2 separate regions of the Sus scrofa genome follow, and region 2 is linked to region 1. A link is a contact called in public promoter capture Hi-C data. All regions are on one chromosome and are shown on one strand. Each heading gives the region's core, a stretch centred on a gene start, on an enhancer-like site or on the middle of the called end of the contact. The rest is flanking DNA. Distances are from core to core; before and after follow the strand shown. Region 1 holds the start of PRIM1 (primase (DNA) subunit 1). Region 2 holds the start of LOC100626199 (retinol dehydrogenase 16).

The links. Promoter capture Hi-C pulls out the DNA fragments that hold promoters and counts their contacts.
Region 2: a promoter capture Hi-C map of liver shows a contact between it and region 1, with 8 times the contacts expected there. The contact joins the promoter of LOC100626199 here to the promoter of PRIM1 in region 1. A contact is called at or near these places in 1 of 5 promoter capture datasets (liver) and 1 of 47 Hi-C or Micro-C datasets (skeletal muscle).

Annotation. Positions count from the first base shown.
Region 1 is chr5:22,087,422-22,091,937 of Sscrofa11.1, forward strand. It overlaps PRIM1 (primase (DNA) subunit 1), which reads right to left and starts at 2,020. Exons shown (of 13, transcript NM_001243669.1): 1 at 1,838-2,020; 2 at 967-1,124. The coding sequence starts at 1,940. LOC100620470 (17-beta-hydroxysteroid dehydrogenase type 6) reads left to right here and starts at 2,075. Exons shown (of 6, transcript XM_003355459.4): 1 at 2,075-2,197.
Region 2 is chr5:22,291,391-22,295,906 of Sscrofa11.1, forward strand. LOC100626199 (retinol dehydrogenase 16) reads right to left here and starts at 2,555. Exons shown (of 5, transcript XM_021091810.1): 1 at 265-2,555.

The sequences.
Region 1 (4,516 bases), core at 770-3,269:
GCATTGCTGCAAGCTGCAGCATAGGTTGCAGATGCAGCTCAGGTCTGGTGTTGCTCTGACTGTGGCATGGGCCTCAGCTACAGCTCTGACTTGACCCCTGGCATATGCCATAAAGAGGAAGAAAGAAAAAAAAAAAAGGGTAGATCCCATTATGGCTCAGCAGAAACAAATCTGACTAGTATCCATGAGGACACAGGTTTGATCCCTGGCTTTGCTCAGTGGGTTAAGGATCCAGTGTTGCTGTGAGCTGTGGTGCAGTTTGCAGATGCGGCTTGGATCCTACGTTGCCATGGCTGTGGCATAGGATGGTGGCTACAGCTCCGACTGGACCCCTAGCCTGGGAACATCCATATGCCATGGGTGCAGCCCTAAAAAGACAAAAGACTAAAAAAAAAAAAAAAAAAAAAAAAAATGCAAAATACTGGGGGAAAATGGTTTACAAACTCAACCATTAGTTAAGCATAATGGTAGAATAAACACATTCTCCAGATACACAAAGTGTCAAATATCTTTTCTTTCATGGACCTTTTCTTTTCTTTTCTTTTTTTGGTTCTTGTCTTTTTGCCTTTTCTGGGGCCCGCTGTAGAGATGTAGAGATTCCCAGGCTAGGGGTCAAATTGGAGCTGTAGCCGCGGCCTACGCCAGAGCCACAGCAACGTGGGATCCCAGACTCGACTGCAATCTACACCACAGCTCATGGCAGCGCCAGATCCTTAACCTGCAGAGCAAGGCCAGGGATCAAACCTGCAACTTCATGATTCCTAGTCGGATTCATTTCTGCTGCGCCACAACGGGAACTCCCATCAAAGAACAAATTTTATTTTCACTACAATCTACTTGCAAAAACTGTTAAAGTGTGGCTCCTTAATTAGAATAAACTCTAAAAATGTATCTCAAAACGCTAGGGGCACCAATCCATTCTTGGTTTAAAAAAACAATAAACTACATAAAAAACTGATTTCTTACTCTGTGGGAATATACCGCGCCTATATCAATCTTGTATGGATTCATTTTCTGCATCTCCTTTTCCAGCTCACTCTGGTTGTTGAAAGATTGGTAGCGAATGTAAATGTCATCTTTCAACGTGAATGAAAATTCACGGTGTTGAAAGTAATTCTTTACCACTGCAAAATGAACATACATTTTAAAAGTTAGTATGGTATTTTATCCAGTTCAGAGTATTAAAACATTAACCAACAAGAAGATATCTTTCACGAACCCTCTGTACTCAACACTGTGCTACATTAAAACAAAAACCAAAACCAAGAACTAGTCCCTAATTTGAAGGAGTTCACCATCCTGCATTTAATAGGGAAAGGTAAAAATGAGGAAAAAGATGCAGAAATATTTTCATGTAGTACCACCTCTCTTTCCTAGGTGGGCACTCAAATTCAGCTGGGAAGAGTTAAGTACCTCTCCTCTTTCAGGAGATGCCCGTCTGTCCCTGATGCAGATTATGTCTCTGCAGCTTCTTGCTACAACCCAGTGGACTCCCTTGCTCCCCGCCACCTCCGCCACCTTCGCTCAGGAACCGAGAAGATTAACACTGCATCAGAGCAGGTAAACGCTGCAACGAAAGTGAGTTCAAACACAAAGTGGGAGGAGCAAAGGCTCTGTCTTTCAGTGCGTGGTGTAGACTGGTCATTACATCCCACTCTAGGCCCATTTACACCTCGGCAGTGGTGGGGAGGGCTCAAGGCAACGCACAAAGGCGCCCGACACAAGGCCTGGAACATGGAAGGCACTTCATATTGTCATTCCAAGGTACCCTCCCAGAACCTCCTCACACTCCCCCCCCACCCCGAGCCATTTCCCACCCCGCTCCCGCCTTCATCACCTCCGCCATAGTTCAGCCAGCGATAGTACTGGGCGTAGGGAAAGAGCCTCCGGTAATAAAGCTTAAGCAGCTCGGGCAGCTCGGTAGGGTCAAACGTCTCCATGAAACGCAGAACTCAACCCAGGCAGGATTAGCACGAGAATTGGCGGGAACCGCACAGTCGAGCTTCCGCAACTGCGCAGGCGCGTAGTGGCAGCGGCCAGCCATCTGCAGGGGCTGTTGGGAATTGTAGTTCTCTTTTGGAGGTTGGCTTGGGTGTGGGAGCGCTACTACGGTCTTCACTCACAGATTTAACATGTAGGTCCACTTCTCTGGTGGGTAGAAGGAAGCCGTGCTCATTGCAGGGAGATCTGCGGAAAGGTGAGCCATGGAACATATTAAGGTTATTAAGATGAAGTGAAAAAGATGTTATCTGCTAACTTTATGACTGTTTTAGAAACAACACATTTAAACAATGTTAACCAGTATCTTTTTAAAGAGGGTTTGGAAATTGGTTCTTCATAGAATAACTAGGTCCAGTATGTGGAAATAAATGATGACCAACCAAATAAGAAAAGCAAAAGCTATTCATTCAAGAGCTTGCCATGTATAGAGTCAGCCACATCACATTACATTTTGGCAAAGGCTCAAACGCAGGCAGAGGAGGGGAGAAAGCTTTGGGGGGGCAGGTTTCACTCTTTTTCTAATGCAAAGCTATTTGTTATGGGGAAGCTGTCTGTGGGCTACCTCAGAGCGGGGTATCCTATGTGACCTATGTGATAGGTTAGGGGTGCATATTTGGCTTTCTGCGGTTGGTCCTAAATTGAGAGTGGGGACAAAAATTAGGGAAGCTGTCAGTTATTAATCAAGTACTGGCTATGTTGGATGGATTGTTATGTAGGGTATTTGGCTTCCTGGAATATCACTAGAGACTTTAGTTTGATTTCCTACAAGTCTGACTTAAAGCAGCCTGACTTCTTGGGCTATTTATTATATAGATAAGGGGGTTGGTTTCCTAGGTAGGCATTGGAGAGGTTGTGGGTCAGAGTTCTGTTTTTTTATATGGTCTGGTCATCGTTTGTTTCTACATTGTCGCTTAAACAGAACACCCAGGAATACTAAAATCAGAGGAAGCTTGCAAAATCATGGAGTGCTTTACAAATTTGAAAGAAGCCTGTTTACTCTTGACATGCACATCTGCCAGTCAGTCTTACCAGGTAGATACATTTCATTACAAATGTGGACTGAGGTGGGCAGTCTGATAATCACCCCAGTGCTGTGTCATTTGAAAACCATTATTTTCACAATAATAGTAGGAAAGCAAGGAGAGTATTCTCTGCTCTCTAGTGGGTTATTATTAGCCTAATTTGAAAGTGATCATGGCCCTTCATCTTGCATAGGCAAAGTGGTCAAACTAGGCACTGGGCAGATCATACTTACTTGAGTATTCCTAGAAATACTATATAAATCTTAGCTGATTTTCACAATCCCTGTGCTTCCTGTTTTGGGTGAATCCCTTGCTGGAAAGGGATTCACTCTAATAGCACCAAGAGTGCCCTGTAGAGTTCTCTTTTGTGGAACCACACTTTTTAATAGGCTTTTTTTTTTTTTTTTTTTTTTTGTCTTTTTTTTTGGTCTTTTTGGTCTTTGTTGTTGTTGTTGTTGCTATTTCTTGGGCCACTCCCGCGGCACATGGAGGTTCCCAGGCTAGGGGTTGAATCGAAGCTGCAGCCACCGGCCTACACCAGAGCCACAGCAACGCAGGATCCGAGCCGCGTCTGCAACCTACACCACAGCTCACGGCAACGCCGGATCGTCAACCCACTGAGCAAGGGCAGGGATCGAACCCGCAACCTCATGGTTCCTAGTCGGATTCGTTAACCACTGCGCCACGACGGGAACTCCTTTAATAGGCTTTTTAATGGAGGTTTCTCCGTTTCTTTAATGGAGATTCCTTATTGCTGCCTTTAGGAACTGACTTTTTTGGGCTATTTGAGAGTCTTCTATTTAAATTTCAGGACCACTAAAGGGGCATGCTTTAGGGCGTTAAGATTTAAGAGGAGAAAGCAAAGGAAGTTATATGCATTGAGTTCCTATGTATGCTTGATTTATTTAACATTAGTTTTTATCAGGCAAAAGGGTTTAATGATAGCTGACATTTAGATAGCATTTGCTATGTTGTCAAGGATGTATGTGATAGATACTAATATTATCCATATTTTACAGATGGGACATATGTAGAGAACTTAAGTAGTTTGTCCAGGGTCACAAAGTCTGTAGTGGGAGAGCCAGACATTCTGGTTCCAGTGCAATTAACTGCTAAGCTTCATGTTCTCTGTCTACAAGGGGTTGTTGTGAGGGTTAAATGAGAGGTTAAGAGGTGCCTGGCACAACTCATAGCTCAGAACCACTCAATGTGAGAAAGCTATTATTTTGTGAAAGTGCTTCAGTACAGAGGCTTTTATCCCAAGGGTCACTGGGAGGCAGTATTGGCATTCGGTTTGTACTTTCATTCTCATAGGTGCAAAACCCCTTTGTCCTTCAAACCCTACAGTATCTACCATTCTCTTTAACATTTGCTACTTACATCTACTGTCAGCCTTTTTGGGTAATGTCAGCCCTAGGTCTCTCTCCCCAAGTTCTTTGCAGGCTTGGACACCTACCTCATGGACTCCAGTCCAACTCCTATTGTTATTCTGA
Region 2 (4,516 bases), core at 1,305-3,804, 200 kb after region 1:
CTATTCCTGCCTTCCCACGCCTCCTGATTTCCCTCCCCCTCCGCTCTCCCCCCACCCACACAATCCGCCCCCCCCACCCTGCCCCACCACTAACACAGACACCCTCTGGACCTTTATAACCTAGGATCCAAGGCTCAGAACTACCTTCGCTCTTTTTCCTATTTAATTCTGTGACCAGGGTCTCTGAGAACTGGGGGTCCTTACAAAGGGAATACCCTTGGAATCAAGACACACGGGGCTTCCAAACCCAGCTCGGCTACCAACCTGTGTGTGACCCTGGCAGCTGGCTTAGCCTCTGGGCCTGGCTTCCCCCTCGGGCTCAGCACACAGGATGCACTCCTGAAAGACTAAGTCCCCCTCCGCCCCTCCAGGACTAGGAGGAGAAGCCAAAAGAGAGCAAGGCCTCTCCCGATCCAGTCGCTCTCTGGGACACAAAGGTGTTCTGGCACCAGTGGGGGTGTCTGAGCTCAGAGGCAAAGAGCGGGGACGAGAAGGGAGTGGGGGACACAGGCAAGGCTGAGACTTCTCCCAGAGGCTGGGAGGGCTGATGGAAGGACTCACGCAAAGCTGGTCTGACAGGCGTTCCCCCTGCACTCTCCGAAGATGCCCTCCCCACAGCCCCGGGTGCCCAGCTACACTGCCCTCTGTCTGCCCTCCCGTGCCAAGGTCCCGCCCTGCCCTGCACCACCCCCAGAAGCCACACCACTCAGACACTGAGGAAAGACGGGCACAAAAGACTGGTTTGGACTGTGACAAAAGTTAATGGGAAATCCAAGTCCCCCAAAGCGGGGAGGGCTGGGAAGCCCAATCCCTGGGAAAAGGGGGGAGTTGAGTTCGTACCAGGGTGAAGAGGGCGACGACGAGGGAGCTGCCCCCCCAGGGAGGCTCCAGAAGGGACTGGAGACAGGGGCTGTCACAGGGAGGGGAGGATGCCAGGCGCTCAAGGGGCTGGAACCATCAGGGGCCCTGAGCTGCGAGCGGGGCAGGGACATCAGGAGCCAGGTGCTCGGCGCTGGCCAGCGCCTCCCTGTCCACACGTCTCACAGCTCCCACCTCCCACCGCCGAGGCAGCTCAGGCCAGAGGCCCTGGCAGCGAAGGAAGGAGAGGCTGCCCCGAGGAACCAGAGGCTCAAGTGCCCCTGGAACCGCCCCCCCCTCCCCCAGCAGCCGGAAAACACAGAGCCGGGCACAGACTCGGCCTCTCCTTGGAACTGTCACCTGCAGGAGCTCACTGTGGTCCTGAGAGTCTTTGTCCCTCAACGTGGCAGGTGGCCGCAGCAATCGAGAGCCTGGTCCTGCAGAAGCCAGCCCGTCCCTGCCTCCTGGGGCTCGACCGGGACCCTCCCACAAGGGCTTCCACAGGGGGAGGAGGAAGAAGCCAAGGATGAAGGATGGTGCCCTGGACACTGTCGGGAAGCCAGGGGACATGCACATCCTGGGCAAACACAACCCCTGCTGACACATGAGGTCGCGGTTTCTTTACTCAGAGAAACAGACCTTTTGCTGCTCCGAGACCACTAAGCCTGCAGCCATAACATCCCAAGGAGCCTTGCAGCACAACGTCCCAGCCCTCAGGCCACCGGCTTCCTCCTCCTGAATCCTGACCTTAGAGTGAGGCTCGCGGGGCTCTCAGGGGTTTCAAACCGCATTCCAGGTGGGAACCAGCTTCCCGGGAAGGGAAGGTCGGGAGAGTCAGTAAGAGAGCAAAGCGGCCTGAGGCGACACTCACTCACCTGGGAGCTGCAAGGGCCTGAAGGAGACGTTCCGGGGAGGCGACCCTGTCAGGGAGACTCACTGACAAGAGTCCCCACAGGGACGTCCTGGGCGGGCAGCTCCCCCAGATTCCAGGCAGCACCTGTGAGCCTCAGGCGGGCTGCTCAGGACGCGTGCGCCCTCTGCTGGCGCCCCGCAGCGTCTCAGCGGGACCACTGTCAAGAGGGCATCCCACACCCACTCCTTCCATCTTGCCAGCCTGGAATGGGTCCTCTGACAGGGGGACCCGAAGGCAACAGGGGAGCAGCTACCAGGGGAGGAGGCGGCACTAACTGTGCACGCTTGTTTCCAGCCCGAGAGATATGCAGCCCTCCTACCTGGAGCGAGGTCCCAAAATGTACAGAAAAACGCTGCCTTCAGGTGCTGGCTGACTGTCTGGGGCTTGCAGGGTGTGAGAGCTGCAGTGGGGACTCACCCACCCTGTTCTCAGAAAGGACCAGGACACGCAACGGAAGCAGTGAGTGGAAAAACGTCCTTAGAGCAGCTGCATGCGGCCCCTTGGCATGGGTTCCAGCCCTGCACGTGTCCTTCAGACCAGAGATGGCTCTCTCCCCAAGGCAGGAAGCCTGGAGCAGGAGGAAGGGGGCTCTGCTGGGGGCCTGGGGGGAGGACTTGGGCTGGTTTGCAGGCCCTTCTTTTCTTTGCTGTGCACTTCTTGTTCTGCCTTGTCTGAGCTGGGGACCTTGAGTCACAGTCCACACTGTGCTCAGTGGACACTATCTCAGTGCAGCCCTGACCCTGTAGGATCAGTGAGGTGTCCAGGGCCTTGGAACCTCCCAGTTCTTGACATTTGGGAGAGGATTCCTGGGTGTGCGTCCAAACCTTCAAAACACATACCACCAAGTTATAAAGTGAATAATTGATGCTTTGATTTCAGTTTGTATACTATGTCTGGGGCTTCCTCTGTGTCTCTCTGTTTTTACATGTGTGTGTGCGCCTGTTTGTGTGTGTGTGTGTGTGTGTGTGTGTGTGCACGTGTATATAGTAATTTAAAAATCTGGAGTCATCAGATTAACCGTGAAGCTCTAGCATGCATCTGAGTGCGTAAATGTCTCAACTGGCATTTTAACGGTAAAATAATCATTGGAAATTTTGACCAATAGAATAATCAATTGAAGATGCCTGCCCACAGCCCTGGGTGCCCAGCTACACTGCCCTCTGTATGCCCATCTGTGCCGAGGTCCTGCCTTGCCCTGCACCACACCCAGAAACCAGACCACTCAGATGCTGAGGGAAGATGGGCACAAAAGACTGGTTTGGACTGTGATAAAAGTTAATGGGAAATCCAAGTCCCCCAAGCAGGGAGGGCTGGGAAACCCAATCCCTGGGAAAAGGGGGGAGTTGAGTTTGTATCAGGGTGAAGAGGGGGAGGACAAGGGAGCTGCCCCCCGGGAGGCTCAAGAAGGGACTAGAGACTGGTCCCCAGAAAAGCTCTGTATGGAGGGCTTTCACAGGGAGGGGAGGATCCCAGTCTCTAGAGGGATTAGAACAGAGCTGGTGAGCAGTGCACCTCCTACATGGCACCCCTGTGGCCTCTGATGGACTGGTCTCCAGCCCTGTTCAAGTTACCAACGGGACCTGCTTCTCCCACCCCAGGAAGGAGACCAGAGAGTGGGGTGAGATATGCTGTGGCTCTGAGTGTCTTTGAAGAGAAGGACCTCTTTGTCGGTGGGGCTCATGAGTTTTAGCCGCAGGTGGAGCCCTACAGGAAGAATCAGCGGTTTGTGTCTTTCAGTAAGTGCTAGCAGAAACTAGAGTCCTAATCACTCCAGTTTTCCCTGATCCTCTGCAGAGGACTTCTGGAGGTGGGGCCAAACCCCTTGAACACCTTTCCCCATGGGGCTACAAACTGACTCAATAATCATATTTGTGGGGAATGAAATGATAGAAATCCAGAAACTGCAGGTTAAGTCTGAAGCAATGGTTTCTTGTTAATAAAGCAACACTCAAGACTGTGCTGAGCACTAGTGAACTGCTGACTCACAGCCCCTGGAGGGAGAAGGCTGAGTCTTATCACTTTGTATTTCCAGGACTGGGCAGTGCCTCGCATCTGACAGAGATGAATGGGTGTCCACTGCAACAACCTGCTCCACATCCTTTTTCACTTGCATTTCTTACATTGTCTGACAAGATGAAATTCCCCAAAGCCCCCATCTCCCTCATCTTTATAATGAGGTGGTGGAATAAGGATGACTTCAGTGAGTCCCCTGAACTCCAGCTCTCTAGGAGTCTAAGAATCCGTATGCTGTCATCAAAAGGGTGAAAATCTGGAGTTCCCATTGTGGCTCAGTGGGTTAAGAACCCAACTATTGTTCAGAGGACACAGGTTCGATCCATGGCCTTGCTCAGTGGGTTAAGGATCCGGAGCTGCCATGAGCTGCAGTGTAGATCAAAGACGTGGCTTGGATCCTATGTTGCTGTGGGATCCTGTGTTGCTGTGGCTGTGGTGTAGGCCAGCAGCAGTAGCTCCAATTCAATCCCTAACCTGAGAACCTCCATATGCCATGGGTGCAGCCCTAAAAAGACAAAAGAAAAAAAAAGGAGGAAACCTTAGGAAGCTGGGGCCTCAGGAAGCACTGGAAAATTCAAGGGAGATTTCTGTCTTGTACGCATTAGGTGCTTAACACACATCAGTAAAAATGGCATAAATCTGGAATCAGCAAGAAACAGCACATCTATGGAGACCCCAGGGGAGGTGCTTCAGGTCAGAAGGTGGGGGAATTTGAAGGAGAGGCGGGAGGGG